5 separate regions of the Mus musculus genome follow, and all the other regions are linked to region 2. A link is a contact called in public promoter capture Hi-C data. All regions are on one chromosome and are shown on one strand. The core of a region is the stretch at or near the end of the contact, and the rest is flanking DNA. Distances in the headings are between cores, read along the strand shown.

What was found. Promoter capture Hi-C pulls out the DNA fragments that hold promoters and counts their contacts. Capture Hi-C pulls out chosen DNA fragments and counts their contacts.
Region 1: a promoter capture Hi-C map of hematopoietic stem and progenitor cells shows a contact between it and region 2, with 2.4 times the contacts expected there. The contact joins the enhancer-like site here to the promoter of Scube3 in region 2. A contact is called at or near these places in 4 of 39 promoter capture datasets (cranial neural crest, hematopoietic stem and progenitor cells, hippocampal neurons and 1 more), 1 of 15 datasets of contacts at CTCF or cohesin (large pre-B cells), 4 of 484 Hi-C or Micro-C datasets (the G1E-ER4 cell line, beige adipocytes, cranial neural crest and 1 more) and 1 of 9 other capture datasets (adipose tissue).
Region 3: a promoter capture Hi-C map of hippocampal neurons shows a contact between it and region 2, with 2.0 times the contacts expected there. The contact joins the enhancer-like site here to the promoter of Scube3 in region 2. A contact is called at or near these places in 17 of 39 promoter capture datasets (the 3T3-L1 cell line, the C10 cell line, the HPC-7 cell line and 12 more), 36 of 484 Hi-C or Micro-C datasets (the AML12 cell line, the AtT-20 cell line, B cells and 27 more), 5 of 115 datasets of contacts at active chromatin or transcription factors (the HPC-7 cell line, embryonic stem cells, oligodendrocyte precursor cells and 1 more) and 3 of 9 other capture datasets (adipose tissue, liver and pancreatic islet).
Region 4: a promoter capture Hi-C map of adipose tissue shows a contact between it and region 2. The contact joins the promoter of Rpl10a here to the promoter of Scube3 in region 2. A contact is called at or near these places in 1 of 39 promoter capture datasets (neutrophils), 2 of 115 datasets of contacts at active chromatin or transcription factors (embryonic hindbrain and embryonic stem cells) and 3 of 9 other capture datasets (adipose tissue, liver and pancreatic islet).
Region 5: a contact with region 2 is called in a promoter capture Hi-C map of embryonic stem cells. The contact joins the promoter of Tulp1 here to the promoter of Scube3 in region 2. A contact is called at or near these places in 5 of 39 promoter capture datasets (cranial neural crest, embryonic stem cells, liver and 2 more), 2 of 484 Hi-C or Micro-C datasets (both in embryonic stem cells), 2 of 115 datasets of contacts at active chromatin or transcription factors (embryonic stem cells and pancreatic cancer cells) and 3 of 9 other capture datasets (adipose tissue, liver and pancreatic islet).

The regions. Positions count from the first base shown.
Region 1 is chr17:27,936,433-27,941,070 of GRCm38.p6, reverse strand. All of the region lies in intron 1 of Anks1 (ankyrin repeat and SAM domain containing 1), which reads right to left. Among named protein-coding and RNA genes, the nearest start is that of Anks1, 29 kb to the right of the region's middle. Within about 2 kb of position 2,595, at least 64 of the 459 cell types and tissues checked have an H3K27ac peak or open chromatin away from gene starts, as enhancers often do. A contact at or near this core is called in adipose tissue and hematopoietic stem and progenitor cells, where this site is marked.
Region 2 is chr17:28,140,884-28,145,709 of GRCm38.p6, reverse strand. It overlaps Scube3 (signal peptide, CUB domain, EGF-like 3), which reads right to left and starts at 3,401. Exons shown (of 22, transcript NM_001004366.2): 1 at 3,100-3,401. The coding sequence starts at 3,184.
Region 3 is chr17:27,998,922-28,003,734 of GRCm38.p6, reverse strand. The region is part of intron 11 of Anks1 (ankyrin repeat and SAM domain containing 1); the gene reads right to left. It overlaps Gm35290 (a long non-coding RNA gene), which reads left to right. Exons shown (of 2, transcript XR_003952249.1): 2 at 1,229-2,670. Among named protein-coding and RNA genes, the nearest start is that of Gm35290, 6.0 kb to the left of the region's middle. Within about 2 kb of position 2,689, at least 73 of the 459 cell types and tissues checked have an H3K27ac peak or open chromatin away from gene starts, as enhancers often do. A contact at or near this core is called in the C3H10T1/2 cell line, cerebral cortex, cortical neurons and 3 more, where this site is marked.
Region 4 is chr17:28,325,929-28,330,438 of GRCm38.p6, reverse strand. Rpl10a (ribosomal protein L10A) reads right to left here and starts at 1,968. Exons shown (of 6, transcript NM_011287.2): 1 at 1,821-1,968; 2 at 1,554-1,628; 3 at 1,392-1,472; 4 at 917-1,065. The coding sequence starts at 1,825. Fance (Fanconi anemia, complementation group E) reads right to left here. Exons shown (of 10, transcript NM_001163819.1): 10 at 3,865-4,287. The coding sequence ends at 4,186.
Region 5 is chr17:28,363,103-28,367,924 of GRCm38.p6, reverse strand. Tulp1 (tubby like protein 1) reads left to right here and starts at 2,709. Exons shown (of 15, transcript NM_021478.2): 1 at 2,709-2,854; 2 at 2,968-3,019; 3 at 3,359-3,440; 4 at 3,542-3,694; 5 at 4,087-4,239. The coding sequence starts at 2,808.

The DNA of each region.
Region 1 (4,638 bases), core at 1,346-3,845, 200 kb after region 2:
CCTTTACTGCCTATTTATGAGTGAATTAATGTCCTAGCCTCCAAACCACACACCCAGTCTAACTTTCCACTACCCTGTCAGTTTCCTGGTGGCTTCTTAGATATATCAAACCCCTTCTCCCACCGGTACCCTTATGCACGGTGCCCCCTTGCTTGGGCACCATCTCCAGATGTCCTCTCTGCCAGCCCTAATAAGGATGCCTTTTCTGTCCAAACACCCCTCCCTCCTTCTCTGCGTCCTCTGGCACCCAGATGCTCTGAGTGCACACACTTCTGTGCTAGGGACAGCAGTGCTAATTAGCTACTGTGTGCCACTCACCATTCCAAGGGATCTTTGATTACTAGATCCTAATAAGAAACACATACAATTATCTCCAAGGAGACAGAGTCCCAGGCTAACTGGCCCAAGGTCACAAAGCAGGGACAACCAAAACAAGCCAAAACCCTTGACACTTGTATTTACAACAGGCTTTGTGTTGCACCAAGATCGTAAATGGCAGTGGGACCCACCCGGCCACGCCCCAAGCTGAGCATTAGGAGTGCTTAGACAGCGGAAAGCCAGGCCAAGCCCCTAGTCAGACACTGGTTCTGGTGCCTAGCAGCCTTCAGAGCAGCTTTCCTTCTCCTGGGAGCTGGAGAGAAGGGCCAAGTTCCACAGCAACACAGCTGGGAAAAGCCAGAGCACCCTTTAAATGACACTAGACTGCTGACAGTGTCTACAAGTGAGGAGTGGACACACCTCATAGACACGGAGAGGACACATTTTATGTCCACACTGCCCAGGCTCCAGGGCTCTGAGCTCTTACGTGCCAAGTACTAGTTTCAAGGTATAAAAGCAGCTACAGACAAATTGGAGGAGGGTCACAAAACAACTGAGAAGGTCCTTTGTGCAAACTCAAGGCAGTGGGGAAGGCTGTGTTCTCCAAGCCTCTGAAGATGCTGCTGTGTCTCTTTTTTCTGAAAACACATCTCTTCACAGGCAGATGTTAGAACAGAGGTCAGTCCTGCCTTAAGTTGTTGTTGTTGTTGTTCTAATATGCAAACAAGTTGGGTGTGTCGGCAATCGCCTTTAACCCCAGCATAAGAAGACAGAAGCAGTAGGAACTCTTAAGGCCAGCCTGGTCTACAAAGCAAGTTGTAAAACTGCCAGGGCTACAAAGATAAACCCTGTTACAAAAGAATCAAATAAAATAAAAATATACAACCAGAAGGTCTGTGTGCTGCTTCAGCCTGTAACCCCATTACTTGGGGAAGGTGTGAGGGTGTGTGTGTGTGTAGTCAGAAGGATGGAGAGTTGAGCATCACCCGGCACTATTTGGGAAAGAGAAGAAAAAGAAAAACTGCAATACAAATAGAAAATTGAAATGTAGTGATGTTAACAGGCTGGAACCCTAGTGATTTGTGGATAACAAGCAGACTTTTTGCCATTGTGACTAACTAGCATAGCCCGCTACTATTAAAGCCAGAGACTCACAGTAAACCTTGGCTCCTAATTGCTTGTGTTTTCTTATTGGAAAAACATTCAGAAGAAAACATGTTTTACCCAACAGTGTATTCTGACAGAAAGTCTGAAACAAACTAGCCCTTGTGTGTCCTCTGTGCTACTCTGATTGGGGGGGTGGGGGAGGAGACACACAGGGTGAGATTAACTATTTTTAACTTTGGGAAAAGAAGCCACTAAAATAGATGTTTTTTCTTCTCTCTCTCTCTCTCTCTCTCTCTCTCTCTCTCTCACACACACACACACACATACACACACACAAACACACCCTCTCACACACACATACTGCTGGCACAGTTCCCATCATGCTTGCTGACTGTCCATATCTTGTCTGTGTTCCTGACACACTGCAACCGCAGGGAACAGGCCCTAGCCACTGCACATCTATAGAAAAGGCTGGAACAGCAGCTGTAGGAAGAGGGAACCCGTTAGCGCCAAGTCCTCAGCAGGGCAGAGCGCGCCATAAAGCAGGCATCAGGTCAGAGCTCCCCAGCCTCCTACACTAGAACCTCAGCATGCACCACCAGGCCTATGAAACTCTTTGGGGTGGAAGGATATGGATCATGTAAACAAGGCTGGTTTTGAACTCCTGGTTATCCTGTCTCTAACCTCTGTAGTGCTTCCTGCTTCATGTACATCACTCCCAGGGAGGCATATTAGCACTTAACTCTGAAGAATTCATAGGAACAAACCCACAGACTGGCTAGAGCCTGGCACAGCAGGCTTACTGAGCATCATTTCAAATGTTCTGTGTATCTTCAAAAAACTCCTGATTTGGGGGGGGGGGGGGCGCAGGCATCAGGAAAACAATTTCAACCTCTTAGTTCTGAGTGGGCGAGCAGACCTACTCTTCAACAGCTACTCCAAAGCATTCTATTTAGCACATGGCAAAGGAAAGTCTAGCAGACACAAGGAGAGGACTGCAGCCAAGACACAGACGCTACAGACTTCAACAAGCTGGCGAAACTGGACAGGAACAGCAAACAGGAAGTAACAGTGAAACGTAATAAATGCCATGATGAGAGACATAAGCCAGGCTCTGGGTAACAGGGAAAGGCCTCCCTCCCACGCAGGACGGGAAGACCTTCAGTAAGCACTAACACAGAGGGTGCCTTTCAGCAACCATTAACAAGAAGCTGCGGTGTGCTGTGGCATCTAACTCAGCACCATGCTGGGGAAGTGTGAGCTTGCCACTCTGAAAATGAATCAAGCTTCGGGGCCACCCCAAGGACTAAGTGCCCTATAGCTGCCAAGCTAGGATTTGAACTGGCACGGCTTGAAGTTGCGAGGTGGCACAGAAAATGCCATGGGCAGAGAGGCGTGTGTACAGGTCTCCTGTTGGGTCCAGAGAAGGCACCTGTTAGATGAGGTGACCCTGTAGCATCCCATGCACGGGAATGGTGAGCTCAGTGAGAGCTGTGAGCCAGACTGCAGAAGCCCAGCAATGCAGGAAGGCAGGCCACGGTCCCAATGAAGGAGCCCTGAGTCAGGGTTTGATTTCCTGTTGGAAATAATAATCCTCAGGGGACCTTCACCGGAGACTAACTCCCAGGACTTCCACAAAGGACCGGGCGCCGTACGGTTTACCAACTACAACCAACTCTTAGATTTATTTAACTTTCTCCTCTTTCTTTACTGTGGTGTTGAGGATGGAACCACAGCCTTGCAGAAGCTAGGCAAGAGTCTTACCACTGGGAACCAACTTAAAAACAGTATAGAAACTTCAATGCACGGGAGCAACTGATCAACTCCACACTTAGAAGGCTAGCTTTGTGGTGATCCGTCAACCAGGCACATGTTCATTACCTTGTTCTTCACCACTGAGGAAGCAGCAGAGCACTTTTAACTGGGCTGTAGACAGCAGCGAACAGCAGCCCTCTCGGGAGACCATGTTTTCTGGGATGGCCTCCGTAAAAGGACCCACAGAGGCTGCATGCTGTGTTCCTCCTCCTAAGTCTCTCCACCAAGTGCTAAGGTGCACTGGGATGGGGTGGGGTGGGGTGCGGGTGGCAGCCATATTGGCCCAGTGTCTTCTCCCATGCACAGCACAACTGTAAACCTAAAGTTTAATGAGCACTAACAATGGCAGGCTCTGCTAGAAACCCTGCCAAATGAGATCCCTTGCTCCTCACATCCCTGCAGATGACTCGCTGGAAAGGGAGGGGACTGAGGAAGAGGGCTGTAACACTCTGCTAACAGGGAGCTGGCTTAAGAACCACACTCTCCCATGTTAAGGAACCATGCGTGGCCTTGCCTGCTCAGGACTCAACAGCCTTTGACTTTCAGTCAGAAGCTACACACCAGCTGCCTCAACACTGATTTCCTGATGGCCACACTCAGTCTCTAGAAACAGGGAACTGACATGACCTTAGGGATTTATGGTAGGAAAAGAGACCAGAAGGGCTTTTCTGGAGAGCGCCTGAGATAGGAATGGAGGGGGAGAGTCAGGCTCTGTAGGAAGCCTAATAACTATGAGCAAAGAAAAAGCCTCCTCTCTCCAGGCCCACAGTCCTACAGCTCCACAAGTTGCTCAACAGCCCCTGGGCTCCATATTTTCTATACAGGGCAGCCAGGGCCAGCTGGGCCGAGACCCTCTTAGCTTTAGCTGTAGAGGAGAGGCCAGGCCAGAAACAGGGCCACAGGCTACATGTGCAGTCTGCATTAACAAGAAGTCTACTGAAGAAAAGCAAAGAAAAAAGCCCCTTATGCCACGTGTCGTGGCTCACACCTTGGCAGGAGCAGAAAAACTGATACGGGTAGCCTAACAAAAGTTTTATTTTACTCTGCTGAGGGTCATCACACAAGGATCACACTCTAAACTTCTAACTATGGTCCTACGCCTGTCTCCCCGACGCCGCTCACCTGTGTGATGTATCCTAGCTGAGGCTCAGGTCCAGTCTCTAACAGAAGTCTCTGATTCCATGGTCAGGATCCTGGGGGGAGATTCTTCAGCCACAGGGCAGATCAAGATGGTGCCTGCACATCTGGAGAGATGTACAGAGCAACGCATTGCTCTTGGTCTCTCCTCATACTCTGTCCAGTGCGCATCATGGGGTTCAAGGACTGTGTCTGGTCACCTTGAGTAAGTGAGGTTATTTGGTTCTGGTTATGGGACAGCCTTGACTGTGGTAGGGTTCC
Region 2 (4,826 bases), core at 2,152-4,651:
CCCGCACCCGCTGACACGGTTACGGTTTTCATTTCATATTTTAGAGGGAGGGGCTAGGAGGAACAGTCCCCTCACTGTGGACGCCGGCCACAGGAGCCGAGGGAAGCAGGGAGGAGAGGGAGCAGCCACATTAAAGAGGAAGAGAGGGGTGGGGGAAAGGAGAGAGACACATGCTCCCAGACAGAGACGCAGAGACAGAGAGACACTGTTCAGCGAGCCGGATGAACGCCCTAAGTCTCGGGGAAGGCGTGATTGCTAAATGGTTGACTTTCTCAAAAACTCTATCCCTAACAAGGAAAGAAAACTACCAGGTAAAGTGGATGGCCAACCTGGCTGTCCCAGAGCCCGCCTGGGGACAGGACCAGTTCCCCTGGAGGCCCCAAGACCTTTTCATTCAGTTGCAACCTGAGCCCTAAGTGAGGATTAGGTCTTTTTTTTTTTTTAAAAAAAAAACGATAGCTGTCCTGCCATCACTACCCCACCCCCACCCCACCCCCAAAAAAGCAAAGCAAATTAATGCTTTTAAGTTTACAATTACCTTGGTTATCCAGTCTGTCTACTCTAAGACACACAGACAGGCACTTGAAAACTACTCAAAACCCATGTATACAGCAAGCTCACCCACCCACCAGCTGACCCACCCACTCATCCCCTGGGACAAAACCTTCCTTAGGCATTTCTGATTAAAGAACCAGGTCTTCGTAGATGCAGTGGGTCAGCGGTGTGCCAGTGCCGGTGTCCCTGTCTCCTGTGTCCCCCCCCCGACCCCCCCTTCCAGCTCCCTCTTATATACTTAAGCTCATACCCTCCTTCCTCAACCCCTGCATGGCCTTGAGCCTCCCAGAGACACAGATGTTCCAGGTGTGTAGAAGCTCTCTCTTCAGGATGCTTGCTGAGGGAGTCTGTCACATCCAGACCCTCTAGAGTGACACTGAAAAGCTCCTGGCATCCAAGGGGAAGTCCCCAGCCCTGGTGATGGATGGGAGATATCGAGGGGACAGGAGAAGCCTCCCGAAGGAAGCCCACAGCACTGTGGGTAAGCCTTCGAGACTCAGACCAAATAGTTCTCATCTTCCCCTGTAACATCTACCTGCAAATTTGAGTCCAAATTTTGAGTCCAGCAAACCTGTTGTTAGGCAACCTTTGACCGACAGGGTTGCACAGGCTTCCTGAACGGCGGGGGTTAATGAGAGGCTCCCTTCTAATCCCAGCTAGACTCAGAAATCCTAAAGGGGGTGGGGGCACAGCTACTGCAACCCCATCAGGGCAGGTGTAGCCCACGACTGAGGTCAGCAGAGACCCTGAGGGTACCGCCTCTACTGCAGCTGAGTGTCCCCCAGTACCTAATGGGGTGTCCAATAAAAGAAGGTGCCCTTGAGTACCCAGCTCCTCCTATCCCCGGCAGATGGGCTTGTCTCTAGGCTTGAGAGTTTTGGTTCCCCAACACCTGTGCCATTCAGGGGTCTCCAGCTGCACCTGGAGCCCCTTTAATAGGCGGTTTCTCCTCCTGCTCCCCCCCCCACCTCCAGCCCCTGCAGACACTGGCTCCAACTTGAAAGAGGCCCTTATCTTGTCTCTAGATTACTGCACGAAATCTGTTCCTTCCTCAGACTAAACTCCCTAGCTAATTCCATGTTATGAGTAAGTCAGCATGCACTACAAAAGCCAGCTTTGTTTACGAAAACACACAAGCAAATCCTCTGTGGGGAGAGGGGCTGTTCCAGGCGGCGGCAGCAGCGGGCTGTCTGGTACGAAGGCTGCAGAAGCGGCAGTTTGAAGCTGGAAGGAAGTGAGGGTGGGGTCTGGTACTTGACAGCTGAGGGGCTCTCGTGTTTGGTTATGTTAATGGACAGGTCTGAGGGGGCAAGGGAAGAGGCAGTGTTTTGGACGAGGAGGGAGGTGTTAGCTTAGCACCTTCTACCAACAGTGAAAAGCTGCTGGCATAGCCCAGTTTAAGATTCAGCACACACACCCCGCCCGCCCCCCCCCCCCCCCCGCCCCCGACACACTGACCCGACTGACTGACTGCCAGACAACTCGACGACTTCCTCAACTCCCAAGTTCAACTTTCCTCCTGACTCAGACACCTCTTCATCCCTGGCTGGCTTCAGGAACCCCCAGGACAATAGACAGAATCTACCTCCCCAGGCAAAATCTTGCTAAGAGGAATTTTCTTTTTGTCCATATAAATCTCTTTTGGGTGAGGACAGCGTGGGGGGAGGGGTACAGCAGGTCAATGGGGGGAGGGGAGGCTGTCCCCAGAGAACTGTGGGACACCAGCCTGGTTTCTGCCAGCGCAGCCTTGGGACTGGCTGGCCCAGGAGCGCGGGGTCAGGGACCGGGGCAGGAGGGCCTCCCAGTCTCCCTCTAATTCCTAGAGGGATCTGTCAGAGCTCCCAGCCTGGAATTTTACTTTGTTATTTTAATGCAATTCTAACCTGGATTTAAATGGAATTGGAAACCCCAGGCCTTAATAAATAAATATTATGATAAGAAATGAAAGCCATGCGAGACGAAAGGGATTCCCCCCCCCCAAAGGCAGAAACGCAACGTTCGTGCCAGAAGGCAGTCACAGACATTTTCTCCTACTGCTCCTACTATTCTGTGACAGGCAGTCGGTTTCACCGCGAAAGAGGTGTTTTTCTTTAACATCCTTCGACTTGATAAGACGGTAACTTCGAAATTTCGGCCTGACTCTGCCTCATGCGGGCAGGGGAGGAGGTTACGAAGCGTATAGCAGAGTTGAAAACTTCCTTCCCTCAGTCTCAAGCTCCAAAGTGGAGTCCCTGGCAATGTTTGAGAGAAGATTCTCTCTGACCTCGGAGGAAGATGCTAGATGGTGGCAGGGAAGCCGGCAGAAGTGCATGCATGCTCCTTTCTGCTGGCCGCCCCCCTCCCCAGGCGCTATTGCCTGTCGCGCAGCGCCCCGAGGTCTAGCGTCCCTGTGCCCCACTGGCCGAAGAGTCGGGGGGCACAGGGCCGGGTCCTGACAGCCACGCACTTCTAGACACCTGCCCTGGTGGCTCGGGCCCCGCCGTCCCGCCGCCCCTCTGTCCCGCCGCCCCGCCGCCCCACAATCCCGCACCGCGCCTCCCTTACCTTGCGCAGCTTTGCCATGCTGGGCGGCGCGCGCGTGGACCAGCAGGAGGAGCAGGCAGAGCCCGGGGACGCGCCCCGAGCCCATGGCCTGGAGCTCCGCGCGGCGGGGCCGCGGGGGTGTCGCAGCCCCGGGGAGGGCGCGAGGAGGAGGGGGAGGGGACTGGAAGGCGCCCCGCGGAGGCTCCGGGCTGGGCGTGGGGAGCGCGCGGTGGGGAACGCGGGCAGGCGCGGGGCGGCGGCCCGAGGGGCGGCCCGGGCTATCGCACCCGACGCCCAGCTTCGCCCGCGGGGAGCTGTAGCCTGAGAGCGAGCGCGCAGAGCCGGAGCTGGGACCTGAGAAAGGGGAGGGGAGACGTAGCGCCTAAACACGCCCTTTCTGCCTCTTTCTTCCTCCCTTGCTTTCTCGTCTCCCGGGCTCCGTCTGTTTTTCTTCGCCTTTCTCCTCCTCCTCCTCCTCTTTCTCCTCCTCTCCTTGCTCCTTTTCGTTTTCTTCCTCCTCCCCTTCCCACTGCCCCTCCTGCTTCTCCTCTCCGTCCTCCTCCTCCTCCACCTCCTTTTTCGTGCCCTTTTTTTTTTTTCTTTCAAAGGGGGCCTCGGCGTGGCGGCCGCTCCCCCTGCGCGCCCGGGCGCGCGGCCCCCTCCCCAGGCTGCCGGGCCGCTGCCTGCAGGAATTTACAATCCGGCGCTGGGGGAGCGGGCCCGGTCTCCATGGAGACGGCTTCCCCGGGAGCAGGGAGGTCAGGCGCAGACCGCGCACAATCAATGGATCAATGCAAGCCCCCGCTCCGCTCCAGACCAAACAGCACCGGGGCTCCGGCTCGTCCGCTCGTTCCCTGTGGGGAGCTAGCGGGGGAGCCGAGGGTGCGCCCCCCGCGCTCGCACGTCAGGAGGGCCGAACGGCGAAGGTCTGCACGCGCACCTCGGCGGGGAGACAAAGAGGGCGCGAGGTGTCGAGAAAGCTTGGAAGGGCTGCACCTCGGAACAGAGATGGGCTGGGACTCCGGTCCAAGGAACGTCCTCCGAACCTTTAGCCCTAAAGTCACTCCCACCCTCTGGACACAATCCTCATACTCAGATGAGTCCTGGCTAAAACTGCCCGGCTCCAAGGGCAGGCTCTGTGGGCGTTGAAGGTAGCCCGCTGAGACGCCCTTCTCGGCGTGGCTCCCATATGCACTGTCTAGTGCTCAGCACACCGGTAGAAGCTACCCCACGATCATCTTTGGCACACACAAAGGCTCTGTACAATCTCTCCAAACCGGCTTCCAGTGCTAACCTCACTGGCAGCAGAGATTAGGTTTAAAGTAGAGACACTCTGCCGATGGAGCAAGTTCCCCTGGGTCCTGGACACTGTCCCCTTTCCCCCTATCCCTTTAGTCGCTCTGAGCCAATTGTACCAGGCCTCAGAGTCCTGCCTGCTTCAGAGCCAATTTTGTGCAGGAAAAAAAAAAAAAATCCCAGGGTACCCAGGAAAACTGGGCAATGACCAAGGTCTCCCTAAAGATGACTCAGTCCTCAAACCCTTGGCATTGGCAGCGGGCTTCAGCTGGGGTGGGGGTGGGCTCTGTAAGCAGACGCCTGCCTACCCTGGAGAAGAGTTGAGCCCTCCCTTTAGCAGGGATTAAATGAAAGGGTAAGAGAACGAACAGAGAAAGAGGCTTTGACTTCCCAGTTCCAGCTCCTGAGAAGCCTCTTGGCTTCCGGTCCCATCTCGATTGACCTCAGTTTCC
Region 3 (4,813 bases), core at 1,440-3,939, 140 kb after region 2:
CCCCACACCCAAGCTCCCGCTCTGCCTCCCAGCATGGCAGGTAATTCCCAGCAGTGCATTTTATTCACTTTGGTGCTGGTGTCCCTTCCCTTGCGAGCCCTGGAGGCAAGGGGTCTTCTGTGCTGAACATTAACTGCCCTGATGCTTTGCGGGGGCCTCGAGGACTCTGGAATAATAACATTTAGTATTTGCACATTTCCAGTAATCTGTGCTCATTGCAGCCAGGGCAGGAAAATGCAGTTCATGTTAGAAGCTAACCTGAGCCAGGCTACCACACTGCCCTGCTTTCTGTCCTTAGGATTAGGGCTCTCTAGTGCCCAGTCACAGTAGAGAGTGCCCCAGACCACGTCCCAGCACAAGGCTGCCCTGCTCTTGGAAGACACATTTTCTCTGGGAGAAAGGTCCTGATTGGGTAACCCCTACAGACCATGATCTGAAAGAGTCCATTCCGGTCCACAGCAATCCAAGACCAGAACACAAACTAGAATGGAGGTCAAGAGGCCTGGGTGTGCTCCATCCCAGGGATTTTCCCTCCTGGGATGATCTTTTCGGAGCATAAACAGTTGAGACACATGAGGAGGTGTCCGAGACACCCAGGTGTGAATCTGTGCTTACATCACATCTCCGTGGTCCCTCCCAGTTCTGTGACTTGAATCAGGGTTTTGGATTGAATGGTTCTAGTCACATAGATAAAGATGTGGGTCTGATTCAGTGGACTAGGGCTCTTCCCCCACCCCCATTACACAGGGACAAAACCAGCCCCAACCTGAAGCTGAGTCTTGAGTTACAAACAATGAGGTGATCAGGGGAAACCACCCAGCATGGTGCCTGTGCTAGGCAGGCACTTAGCCCAGGGAGCCACTGCTGTCTCTATGTCATTCTCTATGCACAGCCATGCTCAAAATCCTCTGTAAGGTCACGGCCCACACAGAGCTTGGTTGACTTTCCTAACTGTTAAGGGGATGCTTTCTTCCAAGCAGTCCTGAAAGCAGGCTGAAGAAAACCAAAGCTGGAAGTCCAGCAGCCTTGAGACTTGGTTCTGCGTGCTAACAAGCAATCCCTCCCTGTGTGCCCATGGGGACAGCCCAGGTCTGGGACTTTAGACTGCCCCACACCAGGTCCTGGTGACCTCACTGCACACACTGCCATTTCCCCAGTCCCCTGAGGAGGCTATTCACCACCTGTCATAGTTCCCTGCCCCTCATACCCCTGCCCTTCTCCTTAACAGCCTGGCCTGGATCAAGTTCCTCCTGCTGTGACACCTTCCCTAGCAAGCGACCTTATGGATGCCTGGCCTCTCTGCCCCATGGCTTTGGACAGTTCCTACACTGGGTCTTCACAACCATTTGCTTTCTCTTCTGCAGCTGCTGCAGTGCTGAGCCTGCTAGAGTCTCAAGGAAGAGCTAAGACTGTCATTACTCCAGATTCATCTCACCCTTCTGCCCCCCCCCCGCCCCCGCCCCCGGGTTCCTTGCTAAGCTCTGCATCCAGCTTGCTTCCATGGCTTCCCAACAGGAAGCTCTGCTCTGTGCCCATGGCACCTTAGGATTCTTTACACAGATGCTGATGCTTCGAGAAGGCACAGGACTCTGAAGGTCCCGGCCAAAAGAGAGTGAGCAGGAGTTCAAACACAAGCCTCTGCCCTGGCCTGGACTTCTTACATCTTTCTTCTTTCCTGAAAGCTCTGATGTCACCACCAGAGTGACTGTCTCTTCTGTTCCGGAGGACATGACACAGTCTCCCAAGAAGGCAGCAAGCAACACAGCCGTCCTAAGGGCTCCCTTCTGTCACCAAGACAGAACCCAGGAACTGTTGTTCCTTGCGATCTGTCTCAGAGAAGCACGGCCCCATCAGGATTTACCAGTGGCCTCCCAATCACCTGACGCTTTCCTAGTCTTTGTCCTCTAGCTCCGTGTCACTGGACATAGTGGTAACTGGGCTCACATGCTTACTTTCCTGCGCTCCCCTGACCTGGACTTTCTAGCCACCTAGGATAAAGGGCGTGGCTGTTGCTTAGGGCAGCTTCACTCTGTGGTCCAGGCTGATGTGGAACTTGTGACCATCTTGTCCTAGCTCCCCATGCCTAGCCTTTAAGGCTGTTCTTTTTCAAATTTGCCACCTCTTCAGCATGATTGCACTGAAGAGGCATACCCAGCTTTTGGGGACTACCTTCCCAAGGCTTTCCCCTTCCCGTGTCAATGGCTAGAAAGTGAACGGACGGCCACCTGGGCTGTGACCAACAGGTCCTGAGAACACAGACTTCCACCCAGCCCTGTGCTCGTCTCTGCTGAGGTCATTCAGCTCCTGGGATCTTCAGCATCTCTCTTAGTCATCAGGACCACATTTCTGGGCATTGTGGGCATAATTCACACAGTGTTCTCCTAGAACGCAGGCTGGACACCTCAGCACACAGCCCTGCTCACCCATACCTGGCCGCACCCCTGTCACCTTACCCCTCAGACTTGTCCCACTCCTTCCTCCTCCCCTGACTTCCTCCTGCCCCTCTGGGAAGAATCCTGGCTGCAAGCTGTTCCTGCCTCTGGCTTGTTCCAAGCTAAGACTCCCAATTTCTACCCTTCAGAGCATGTGGCCCCCAGGCTGCCACCCCACTCCTCAAGTTTCAACAGTACCGCTCTGTCTCTGGAATAAAGACTGACATTTGAGAGCCAACCTCTAGGACAAGTTCTCTTTGTTCCAGGCTACTCTCCACCTCCTCCCTCCCTCCCTCCACCCACTGTTGTGTGCCACACCCCTGCCTGGAACCTTGGTCATCTCCCTCCCCAGCCTTGGCCTACCAAGTTGAAGTCTCTATTTCAGGGCTTGGCTCAGACACTCTCCTTATAGAGCTATCTCTGATCTCTTGTGTGAACATAATTTGTCTCACTTTTGAACATCAAACTGCTTTTATTTTTTAAAATCACTTTCATGTGAATTCAACATATTCTGCCCCCTTACACATTTCAACTATTTTTTGTATTTACCACCCATGTACATATCCATATAATTTGTCAAAACATTCTGTGGAAGGAAATACAGAGCCACTACTCACAAAGCTTATTTGATGAGAGGGAAAGTGAGCTGTCCTAAGCCTGCAGCAGCAGGAGGAGGGAGGCAGCCAGAGGCCTGGTTTTGTCAGAAGCCTGAGTCAGAAGCTGGGGAGAAGATGCTGCTCCATGAGACTCAACTGCCAAGCTGTCTGTTCACAGAGTCACAGAGGCGTGCAAGCGCCTGCCGTGAAAAGCCAGCCTGGGTCTTCAGGGAGAGACGGAAGGGCCTGAGGACTGGCATGACCTTCTCTTTCTGAAAGCTGAGTAAGGGGACTCCCTGCTCAGCCCTGGAGAGGGGTCACCAAGGTGACAGGAGCAGAGAGAGGACTGTAGACAGAGGACAGGCAAGAAGACCAAAGTCTTCTCACTCAAGTGCAGCACGGCTCTGGGGAACATCACCCCAACCGCACTATGTGCATTCCCATGCACGGCTGTCCTCATGCTCGCTCACCACTTCACAGGCCCACAGAGTGCCCAGGACAGCAGTGTGACTAGTAGACCTCCTGGCTACTTTCCTATGTGCTACCCAACCTGGAGTTTGCAGTCACTGAATGTCAGGCTGTCTCAGTTCCTGATCCCACTCGCACATGTGGCCGGCCTGTGTCCGTCACGTGACTTCCCGCTGCTCCTCTCCGGCTTCAGATACAGTGTAGCAGCTACAAGGAGGCTGGCTGCTCCTCTCCCCCTTCAGATACAGTGTAGCAGCTACAAGGAGGCTGGCTGCTCCTCTCCCCCTTCAGATACAGTGTAGCAGCTACAAGGAGGCTGGCTGTTCCTCTCCCCCTTCAGATACAGTGTAGCAGCTACAAGGAGGCTGGCTGCTCCTCTCCCCCTTCAGATACAGTGTAGCAGCTACAAGGAGGCTGGCGGCCACGGGCACAGCGAGGGAGCTTCGCAGGCGCTTTATCTCTACTCACCTGCTGCTCACCTCCCAGCCTCCCCTCTCAGGGCCACCTGTCTGCCACATCACAGTGTAACATCTGAGATGCTCTTCAACTCCCAGACTTAAAAGACCCTCTGGCCTCTGCTCTCCAAATAACAGGGACTACCGTCGCATGCACTACCTCAGGCAGACACCATTAATTTTAAAAAAGAAAATTAATTGTGAAAAAGAAAATTGACAAAAACAAAACACCAGCCACAAAACCATAGGCATGCCAGAGACTAAATAAGCAGGAGTGCACATCTTCAGACGTGAAGGCATTTCCCAGTTTTGGTTGTTATTTTGTGTGTGTGTGTGTGTGTGTGTGTGTGTGTGTGTGTGTGTGTATGTTTTTCGAGACAGGGTTTCTCTGTAGTAGACCAGGCTGGCCTTGAACTCAGAAATCCACCTGCCTCTGCCTCCCCAGTTCTGGGATTAAAGGTGTGCGCCACCACTGCCCGGCCAGTTTTGTTTTCTAAGCACATGTTTGTGTGCCTTTCACACTGCAAGCATGTGTACATGTATGTACAGCTCAGGTCCCGTGAGACTGGGTCTCTTACTGAGCCCAGGGTTTTAGCATTGGGCTAGGAAAGCTGGAAGGTCCTCGTGTTCCTACCTCCCTGGTACAGGGATTAGAAATTCTTGTTATCAGCCAGGTGGTGTCATCAGAACGCCTTTAATCCCAGCACTCGGGAGGCAGAGGCAGGCGGATTTCTGAGTTCGAGGCCAGCCTGGTCTACAAAGTGAGGTCCAGGACAGCCAGGACTATACAGAGAAACCCTGTCACGAAAAAACAAAAAAACAAACAAACAAAAAAAAAGATTTGTTTTTTGCAGGTGCCCAA
Region 4 (4,510 bases), core at 719-3,218, 190 kb before region 2:
ACCAAAAAAAAAAAAAAACAAAACAAAACATTTTAAACAACCAACCCATCCTTTACAACGAGAAGGCCAAGTTGCCTCCTCAGACCCATGACTGCTGAGTAGCTCCACCCTCAAGTCCTCACAGAGGTCTTAGACCAGGATGTCCCACAATCCCTGGTGTGCTGCATAGAACTGAGGGGCTGTGATGGCCCCCACCCCTTGGATTCACTGTAAGCCTGCATTTAAATTGCCTCAAACTATGGACTGGAGAGATGGCTCAGCAGTTAAGAGTGCTGCCTTCCAGAGGTCCTGAGTTCAATTTCCAGCAGCCACATGGTGGCTCACAGCCACCTGTAATGGGATCTGAGGCTCTCATCAGCCTGCTCATATACATAAAATAAAATCTTAAGAAAAAAGCTGTCTCATTATCTGTCAAAGGTGGACCAAGGCCAGCTATCTGAGAAGCCTCAAGCAGGCCTGGGAACCATAATGTCACCTGAGAACACAGCTCAGTGACAGGGCACAGTCCTGAGCACTTCTAGAGGATAACCTTAGACCCCAGGCTGGCAACATCAGTAAGACTCAGTATTACTCCAAATCTTAAGACAGATGGAGAAACCTTCTATCTATAAAAGCAGGCATGACAACTGCCTAGCTCACAGTGGATAACTATTCCCAAAATGTATGCGGAGACAGGGGCTACCATGGAGGCTAACACGTGGGAGACACTTGTGACCCCTCCCTCGATAGGTTGTTAACTGAAAAGACTTGAAACCCAAACCAATAGCTGGCTATGAGTCAACTGCACACACTGGCGAGAGGGGAGTATCAGACCAGCCTGTGGGGCATTTTCTAACTGGTTGTGAAGCCCAATGTGTGCTGCCACTCCTGGGCAGGGGGTCATGGGTTGTGTTCAGCCCTAGTGAGCCCCACCTACCCAGCTTCTTGACCAACTTCTTGTTTTTGTTAAGCTTCTTGAGCGCCTCGATGTCCATGTGGGGGATATCCACGGCCTTGGCTTCATCACAGTGCTGCTGGTCCCCCAGAACGCACACCGAGAACTTGGGGCGTGGGGTGGACTTGAGCCTGCGTTTGGGAGGGGAGAAAACAGAACAGGTCATGGTCGGCGCTGGCCATCCCGCTAGATCTGAACGCATGGCAGGGAGCGGCAAGCCTTACCCGGAGCTCTGGGCAACACTAGCCTGGCTTCTCAGGCTAGGCGGCGGGCTCGGCCGAGGCCTCCCCACGCCTCCCCTCTTGTTTTAAGACCCAGGGTGGGGGTCCGTCCAGCCTGCCTGCCTGCAGCAGGGCTCCTGAACTACCCTGGCACGTCAGTGTCCCCGTGCCCGCCTAGGGCGCGGCCAGGCCACACGGGAACACTGAGGGCTGGGTGGGGTTAGAGCGGTGCCAACCTGACGGTGCCCGAGAAACGTTTGTCCTTCTGAGGGTCGTAGTTCTTCAGGCTGATCTGCAGCTCCACCGTCTCCAGAAACCTGAGCGAGAGGGGAGCTGTGAGCCAGGGTCGCCATGGCCGGGGATGCTCGCCCTGCCCCGGGAGGGAGGCCCGCGCTCACTTGCGGCGCTTGCGCTGGTTCCCGTGCAGGACTTCCCGCACCGCCTCGTACAGGGTGTCGCGTGAGACTTTGCTGCTGTTGGGGAGAAGCGAAGGCGTTCGGGGCCGGCCATGCTGCACCCCGGGCCCGATGACAGGCCCACGGCACGCTGGGGAAAGGCTCGCGACGCGGGGCAGTCGCCGGGAGAGCCTCCGAGACGGGCCGCGGGGCGTCCGCGGGCGTGTGGGTGCACGGATGGCGGCGGATAGCGCCACGATAACAACTTACCTCATGGCTGCGGCTGCCGCGGAAACCGGAAAGAAGGCAGAGCGCTTTGCGCATGCGCTCAAATAGAGCCCGCGTTCTCGCGAGAGTTGCCCGTTACGGGCACGTTCCGCGCTCAGCCAAGCCGGAGAGGCGCTGCAGTTTGCGGCCGCTGGGGGGGCGCCACCACGCGGCTGCACCGTGAGAACCGCTCTAGGAGCAGCAGGCAGTCCTGCATTGGGACAAGGGCTGAAGCCGGGCCCTGGGATTGGATTTCTCCCTGCTTTCTATCTTCTGCCTGCCCCATGACTTCCAGTCCCCGGCAGAACCGGTCTCCGTCATCGCCTAATTTGGTGATGAGCCCCGCAGAGCCACTGGGCAGCCGCCCCCTCTAGCCGTGCATTGTGCAATGGTCCGGCCACCGCATGTGGGCAGAGGCATGGATGACAGGAATAGCTTGAGGAAATGACCCTTGCTGAGATCTGCAGAACGGGAAAGCGCCTTGTGACTAGATTAGGATCAGATGTGCCTGGCTTAAGCCTAAGCCTCCACCTGGGAGGAGGCGCCCACCAGTCTATCCTGGCCATCTGTATAAACCGCCCCTGATTCAGCCTCCGGGCAAGGTGGACTTTGGACAAATGCCCCTGTCCTGTCTCAATTAGTTGGCATTTCAAACAAAGTCGTTCTTGTTACTTGACCCCGGTCTTCGCAGTTAATAGAGAGGCGCCGGGTCAAGGAGCGTTTGCAGGGAGCCTCCAGATCTGGAGTGACTCATTTGGAGGCATGTCACCCTCTCTGGGAACAAATCACAGATGTAGCCAGCACCCACCATTTCCAGGGAGCAGACCTACGAATAGCTCATCTCGCCTGAGCACACACACAGCAAACAGCAGGCAGGATGAAGCAGGTTCCCACAGGGTCAGAGCAGAGCAGGCAGGTTGAAGCTGCAAGTGCCATCCACACTCTAAAGGCCATCAACATGGTGAGCGGCTGACGTCTGTCTCTTAGACATTGTTCCCCTTGCTTCTGTAGTCAGATTCAGCTTGTTCTCAAAAGCCAGACCTTCTCACTGGACTGACCTCCTTGCCTCCCTGGAACAGGGACTCAGAAGCACCCAGAAACCTCAGTTCCCCACCCACTGCAGGGCTAAGGTAGGAGGATGCTGTCATGAACTTTCTCAGGCTAATTCAGTCACATCAGTTTGGCAAATTTTTGTTTCTTGGCATAGCCCCGACTCTCTTGGAATTCGCTCTGTAAACCAGGCTGGCCTTGAAATTAGAGATCTGCCTGCCTCGATCTCCTGAGTTCCAGGATTAAAGGTGTGTGCCACCGTGCCCAGCTGTGTGCTAAATATTTTTTGAGTGAGGTGCTGTGGAAATACAGATGTCACACAGGTCTGCAGCAGGCACCCTGTGTCTTTTCAGCCCATGGTGGGTTAGACATCCCTCAGATCCCAGTCCAAACCTTTGCTGCAGCTGAAGACAGAGTTCAGAGTTCTAGCAGGCCTAAGACTCCGGCTCAGCATGAAAACAAAAGTTATGGGTCCCAAGCCCACCCTTGCCCTCAGTGTAGTCCTTGACACTCATCAGGCAGCTCTGACAGACCTGCTGTGATGGGAGGGGTGGGGGCAGGTGAGGGAGTAAAGGGGGTTCTGGGAAAGTAGCCTAAGAATACAAGTGCTTGTTTGGAAGTTCTTTGTATCTGACATGCATATGTTTGTACACATTTGTGCTGTGCATGCTTGAGCACTCTGGGTTGCAAACATGCCAACACACACACACACACACACACACACACACACACACACACACACACGGGTCAGAGGTCAACCTCAGGTGCCAGTCCCTGCCTTCCATTTTGTCTCCGGCTAAGCTGGCCCTGTAGCTTTGGGGGACTCTCCTGCCCCCACCTCCAGCCATCTCAGCCACACCCACAAACTTATTTGAGACAGGGTCTCTCTCACATAGCTTAGGCTGGCCTTGAACTCCTGTGCGGTTGAAGATGACCTTGAATTCCTGATTCTCCTGGCTCTGCCTGAGGGCTGGGATGACAGGGCTGAGCCACCAAGCCTGGATGGACTGTCTTCTTTTTATTAAAACTGTTACAAAATTACTCAGTTCAGAAACAAACAAAACAGAGGAGGTCACAACATATACCTGAGCACAAAAGGCTCACACTGAAAGGCCAGCTTTTCTGCCCACCTCCCACTCATCCTCCACAGCCCCTGTATCCTGATGTTGTCAGGAGTGGTACCCAAGGCCTCCTCTCTGCTCCTTGTGGAGTCAATATGGCCCCTGCAGAGCCTGGGGTGTTGGGCAGAGGCAGCTGACTCCTGAGATGGCTGTGTGTTCTGAGACAAGCAGTCAGGGCGGTGTGTCCTTGTGTATGGTCAGTGGGTCACATGTCTCAGCGCTGCTTGCAGGGCCTTCTTCAGGAAGGTGGCGTTGGGCTCTAGGGCCACAGCCAGGTCCAGGCTCTGCTGCTCTGTGATCTGGGGAGGAGGAGTCAGGTCAGGACTGCAGCAGCCCGTCTCACGTCTCCTCAACACGCTATGGGGAGAGAGGACAGAATAGAGGACAGGCTCCTGGGCACCCAAACCTTTCTGCCCCTTGCGGTGGAGCAAGAGCCAGGAGGGCCTGGAGTTCTATCAGCAGTGGAGCTCAGAGCCGGCCCCACTGATAGATGGGCTTCAGGTGTGTCTGACCAGGCACCCG
Region 5 (4,822 bases), core at 1,460-3,959, 220 kb before region 2:
AAGAAAAAAAAAAAAAAAAAAAAAAACCAGGCCCATCGTAGGTGTCATCTGGAGTTACTGAGAGAGCAAGCTATGTAGCTTTGGGCAAGTGACTTAAGTCATGAGTCATGGGTGAACTTGGGGACCAGGCAATGTCTGTCTTCTGAAAGTTGATTTTTAGAAAGCAGCTAAATTTATGTGGAATTGAGTCTGGTGACTAAGGCCAGGCAGGGATCTGGTTAAGAAATGTCCCATTGAGTTCAAAACAAGGTGTAATTATAGAGACCAAGCCTGTCTGTCCTGCAGTCCAGGAGGTCAGCAGATCAAAGCTCCTGACGCCTGCCTATCTATGTCCCAGACCTGACTCTCGGCCTGCGCTGGACGCTCAAAATCCTAAAGTCACCTCTGACCCACCTGAGTCCCCTTCCCACGCCCCAAGCCATTAGCCCTCCGAGGTCTGCTTTTCTCAGAGTCCCCTTGGGACGGCCCCTGCCGGGAACTGGGGAACTAGGGAATTAAAATGTCGATGTCAAGGGGAGGGAATTTGAGCACATTCTACTCAAGATGACTCAAAAAAATTATACATTTTTAGTTTTAAAGTTACATTTGTTGCCTGTGGAGGGGGTGTGTGTGAGTGCCCTGGGACACACACACTCCTGGAGGTCAGAGGTCAGCTTGTAGGAGTTGGTTTTGGCTTCCCAGCATGTGAGTTCTGGAGATCTAACGTAGGTGTTCAAGCTCTGCAGCAAGCTCCTCTTACCTACTGAGCCATCATCTTACCAGTCCTTGGATTTGGTTTTGGTTTTTAAGATTTTTATTTTTTAAAGATTTATTTATTTATTAAAAGGGTTATTTTATTTATATGAGTACACTGTAGCTGTCTTCAGACACCAAAAAAAAAAAAAAAAATAGGGCATCAGAATCCATTACAGATGGTTGTGAGCCACCATGTGGTTGCTGGGAATTGAACTCAGGACCACTGGAAGAGCAGTCAGTGCTCTTAACCACTGAGCCATCTCTCCAGCCCAGGATTTACTTTTATTAAGATTTCTTGAGGGCTGGTGAGATGGCTCAGTGGGTAAGAGCACCCGACTGCTCTTCCGAAGGTCCAGAGTTCAAATCCCAGCAACCACATGGTGGCTCACAACCATCTGTAACAAGATCTGATGCCCTCTTTTGGAGTGTCTGAAGACAACTACAGTGTACTTACATATAATAAATAAATAAATCTTTAAAAAAAAAAAAGATTTCTTGAGGGACTGGAGAGATGACTCAGTGATTAAAACTGACTGCTCTTCCAGAGGTCCTGAGTTCAATTCCCAGCAACCACATGGTGGCTCACAACCATCTGTAATGAGATCTGATGTGTGTCTGAAGACAGCTACAGTGTACTTACATATGATAAATAAATAAATCTTAAAAAAAGAAAGAAAGAGAAAGAAAGAAAGAAAGAAAGAAAGAAAGAAAGAAAGAAAGAAAGAGAGAAAGAAAGAAAGAAATCAAACCCTGGTCAAGATGTGTGTTGTGTGCAGTGGGCCCTGAAGAAGGGCACCCAAGGAGAGTACCGAGTGTCTGCTGTATGCGGCTTCTCCTCTGTCACCTCATTTCCTGTGGTTCCACAGGGCTATTACACCTATCTTATATGTAGGGTGATGGGGCGGCAGCTCTTCAGTGACACACTCAGGGCTGCCTCCAAGTAACCCACACCTCCCAGCACACCAGGCTGTGGGTGACCCTTGTGTCTTGCTGACTCCCTTCCTGATCTGGAAGCTTTGGGGACCCCTTAACCCAACCGCTTGCGATACATCTCTCAAGTCAAGCCAGCAAGGCAAGCCTGTTATCCCACACTAAGGAGGTGGAGGCAGGCATATCCCTGGGAATTAACTGAAGGCTAGCCTGGTTGTCTATATAGCAAGCTCTAGATGAGCCAGGGCTGCATAGTGAAACCTTGTCTTTAAAAATAAAAGGAGCCAGGCAGTGGTGGCGTGCACGCCTTTAATCCCAGCACTTGGGAGGCAGAGGCAGGCGGATTTCTGAGTTCAAGGTCAGCCTGGTCTACAAAGTGAGTTCCAGGACAGCCAGGACTATACAGAGAAACCCTGTCTCAAAAAAACAAAAAACAAAAAAAACAAACAAACAAAAAAAAAAAAAAAAAACAAGAAAGAAAGAAAGAAAGAAAGAAAGAAAGAAAGAAAGAAAGAAAGAAAGAGAAAGCAAGCAAGCTGTGGGAAATGGCTTAGGCAGGGCACACGCTGCCACATGCTGCCACACGCTAGAAGGAGTTGTCCTCAGGTCCTCTTTACACAGGAAGCAGGCCATGTGTCCCACCTACACATGCAATAAATAAATGTAAACATTTTAAATGAGCGTGTCTCAGGCTGAGTATGGTGTCACATGGTGGCAATCCTCACACTCAGGAGATTGGAGAGTCTTGGGTTCCAGGCCAGCCCACACAGGAAGGCCCTGGCTACAGAGTGAGACCCTGTCTGGGAAAAGGGGGAGGCAAAGACAGTCTGGAGGGCCACTCTGGCCTTTTACTCTCCAGCACCCCGCACCACTGACATCTTAGGTAGCAAAGTGAGGTGGGTGGAATATCCTTTTCTTCCCGGCCGCTGTAGTGAGGAGAGCTGGGCTCCAGAGCTTCCCTTCAATGGTTCAGCCAATGGGGCTAGAACATCTTATCCTTAGAGGTGAGTCCTGGTGGCCTCTTGGCCCGGAAGGTGGGGAGAAGCTGAGCCGAGATTAGCTAGGAAGGAAGGGAGGCTGGGGAGCGGCGAGTCACCAGAGAGAGAGAGAGGGGTGGTGGCCGTGACAGGCACACAGACGCAATGCCACTGCAGGAGGAGACCCTTCGGGAAGTGTGGGCCTCAGACAGGTGGGAGCCCCACATCGCCCCACCTGAACTCCAAACCCTAGTTTCTGGGCCGCAGTAGGGAGGGGGAGAGTAGACGGCAAGAGAGGAACAACCTGGTCCCTTTGTACCCTCAGCGGCCATGAAGAGGACTGCTTGAGCCCCGAGCCCCCGCTGCGCCCCAAACAGGTGTGTCACCCGGTTTAGGGATTGGAAAAGAGGTGCGAAGATATTCTGGTGTGCACAGGAAACAGGGCTGCCCGGGAGAGGTCCTCTCGCCAGAACCCTGCAGCTCTTAGCTTGAAGAGTTTAGAAGAAGAAAGGGGGGTTAGGATGTGGGGTGCCCAGAAGGACTTGGGGGGCTTTGAGTCTTGGAAGTGACCACCATGCGTGGATAGGACATTCACCCAGAGCAGGGGCTGCAACACCCCTTGGGATAATCCGTGGCTATTTCTGGTGGCTCCAAGGGATTAGAGGGGGATGGGAGCCCTAGAGTCCCCTCCTCTCCCCATGACCCCTATTCCGCAGCGACCCGCCCAGGGACAGAAGTTGAGGAAAAAGAAACCCGAGACCCCCGACTCCCTGGAATCCAAACCCCGTAAAGCTGGGGGTGAGTCCTGGGGCGGGGGCGCGCGAGAAGGTGCGGGCGCGGGAGGCTGAAGCGGGGACCCCCCAGGCCAGGACCCTGCTGAGCCCGAGGTCTGGCCCTAGCTGGGCGCAGGAAGCACGAGGAGCCGCCCGCAGACTCGGCAGAGCCGCGCGCTGCGCAGACAGTCTACGCCAAGTTCCTGAGGGACCCCGAGGCCAAGAAGCGGGACCCCCGGGAAAACTTCCTAGTTGCCCGCGCCCCAGACCTGGGAGGCGGTGAGTGACTGGGAGGGAGGAAGAGACGGTGCCAGCTGGCCTGGGGAAGCAGGTATCACCCCAGAGCACCCAGCCCGGGGGGCGGGGGTTTCCCTGCTCTTCCCCGCCCCCGCTACAATATAGGGAAACTGAGGCAGCAGGAGTCCAACCTTGAGCTACAGCTAGTAGCCTTAAGTACCCCAGATGAGTCAGAAGCAGCTGCACAAGAACAAGTGGGGACGGTGGGAAGTCAGATTGGGACACACAGGTAGACAGACGGATCAGGAGGGAGAGTGACGGGGAGGGAGCCTGAGCAGGGTGCCTCCCACCGCAGCCCACTGTAGGAAGGTGCTTGGAGTCCTGCAGGGACTAAACCTCTGGAGCCTGTTTTATCGGAGAATTTCCCTCCACAGAGGAGAATTCGGAAGAGGATTCGGATGATGATGACAATGATGATGATGAGGAGGAGGAGGAGAAGAAAGAGGGGAAAAAAGAGAAAAGCTCTCTGCCCCCCAAGAAAGCACCCAAGGAGAGAGAGAAGAAAGCCAAGGCTCTGGGCCCAAGGGGTAGGTGCAGGGAGCACCCAGGAGCCCATGAACAGGCAGAGAGTCCTCTGGAGGGGCGGGCGGGATCCCAAGGTTGCCCATCACCTTCGACTTTGTGAAGAGTCTGCCCCCTTCCCTCCCCCCTCCACACACTGGTGGTCTCTAAGGAGATCAGTTCTCAGGGCTGTTGCAAACCACAGAGGTACGCCCAGGAGGAGGACTATGTGTGGTGGTTTTTTTGTTTTTGTTTTTTTGTGCGGGTTTGCTTCACGTAGATTGCGTTATGCTTTTTATAAAGTAGATAAAAGTAAAAAAGAAATCTGTGGCTAAAGACGCTGATGGCGCCAGGCCTGGGCGCCTGCCCAGGAAGGTCAGGTCAGAAATGTGGGGGCCGCTGGAACCGGGGCTCTGTGCTAAGGGGCTGAGGAGGGTCCTTGCAGGAGACGCTGCTGAAGGAGGATTCAGAGGCTCCAGCGAAGGCCTAGCGTTGTTCACCCGTTCATTCCGTCCCTGCCTCTTAAGCTGGTTCCTAGCCAGATCATTTTTCAGACTTAGACAAAAAGTTAACACGAGACCAATAGACTCGTCTGGCTTTGGCACCCTG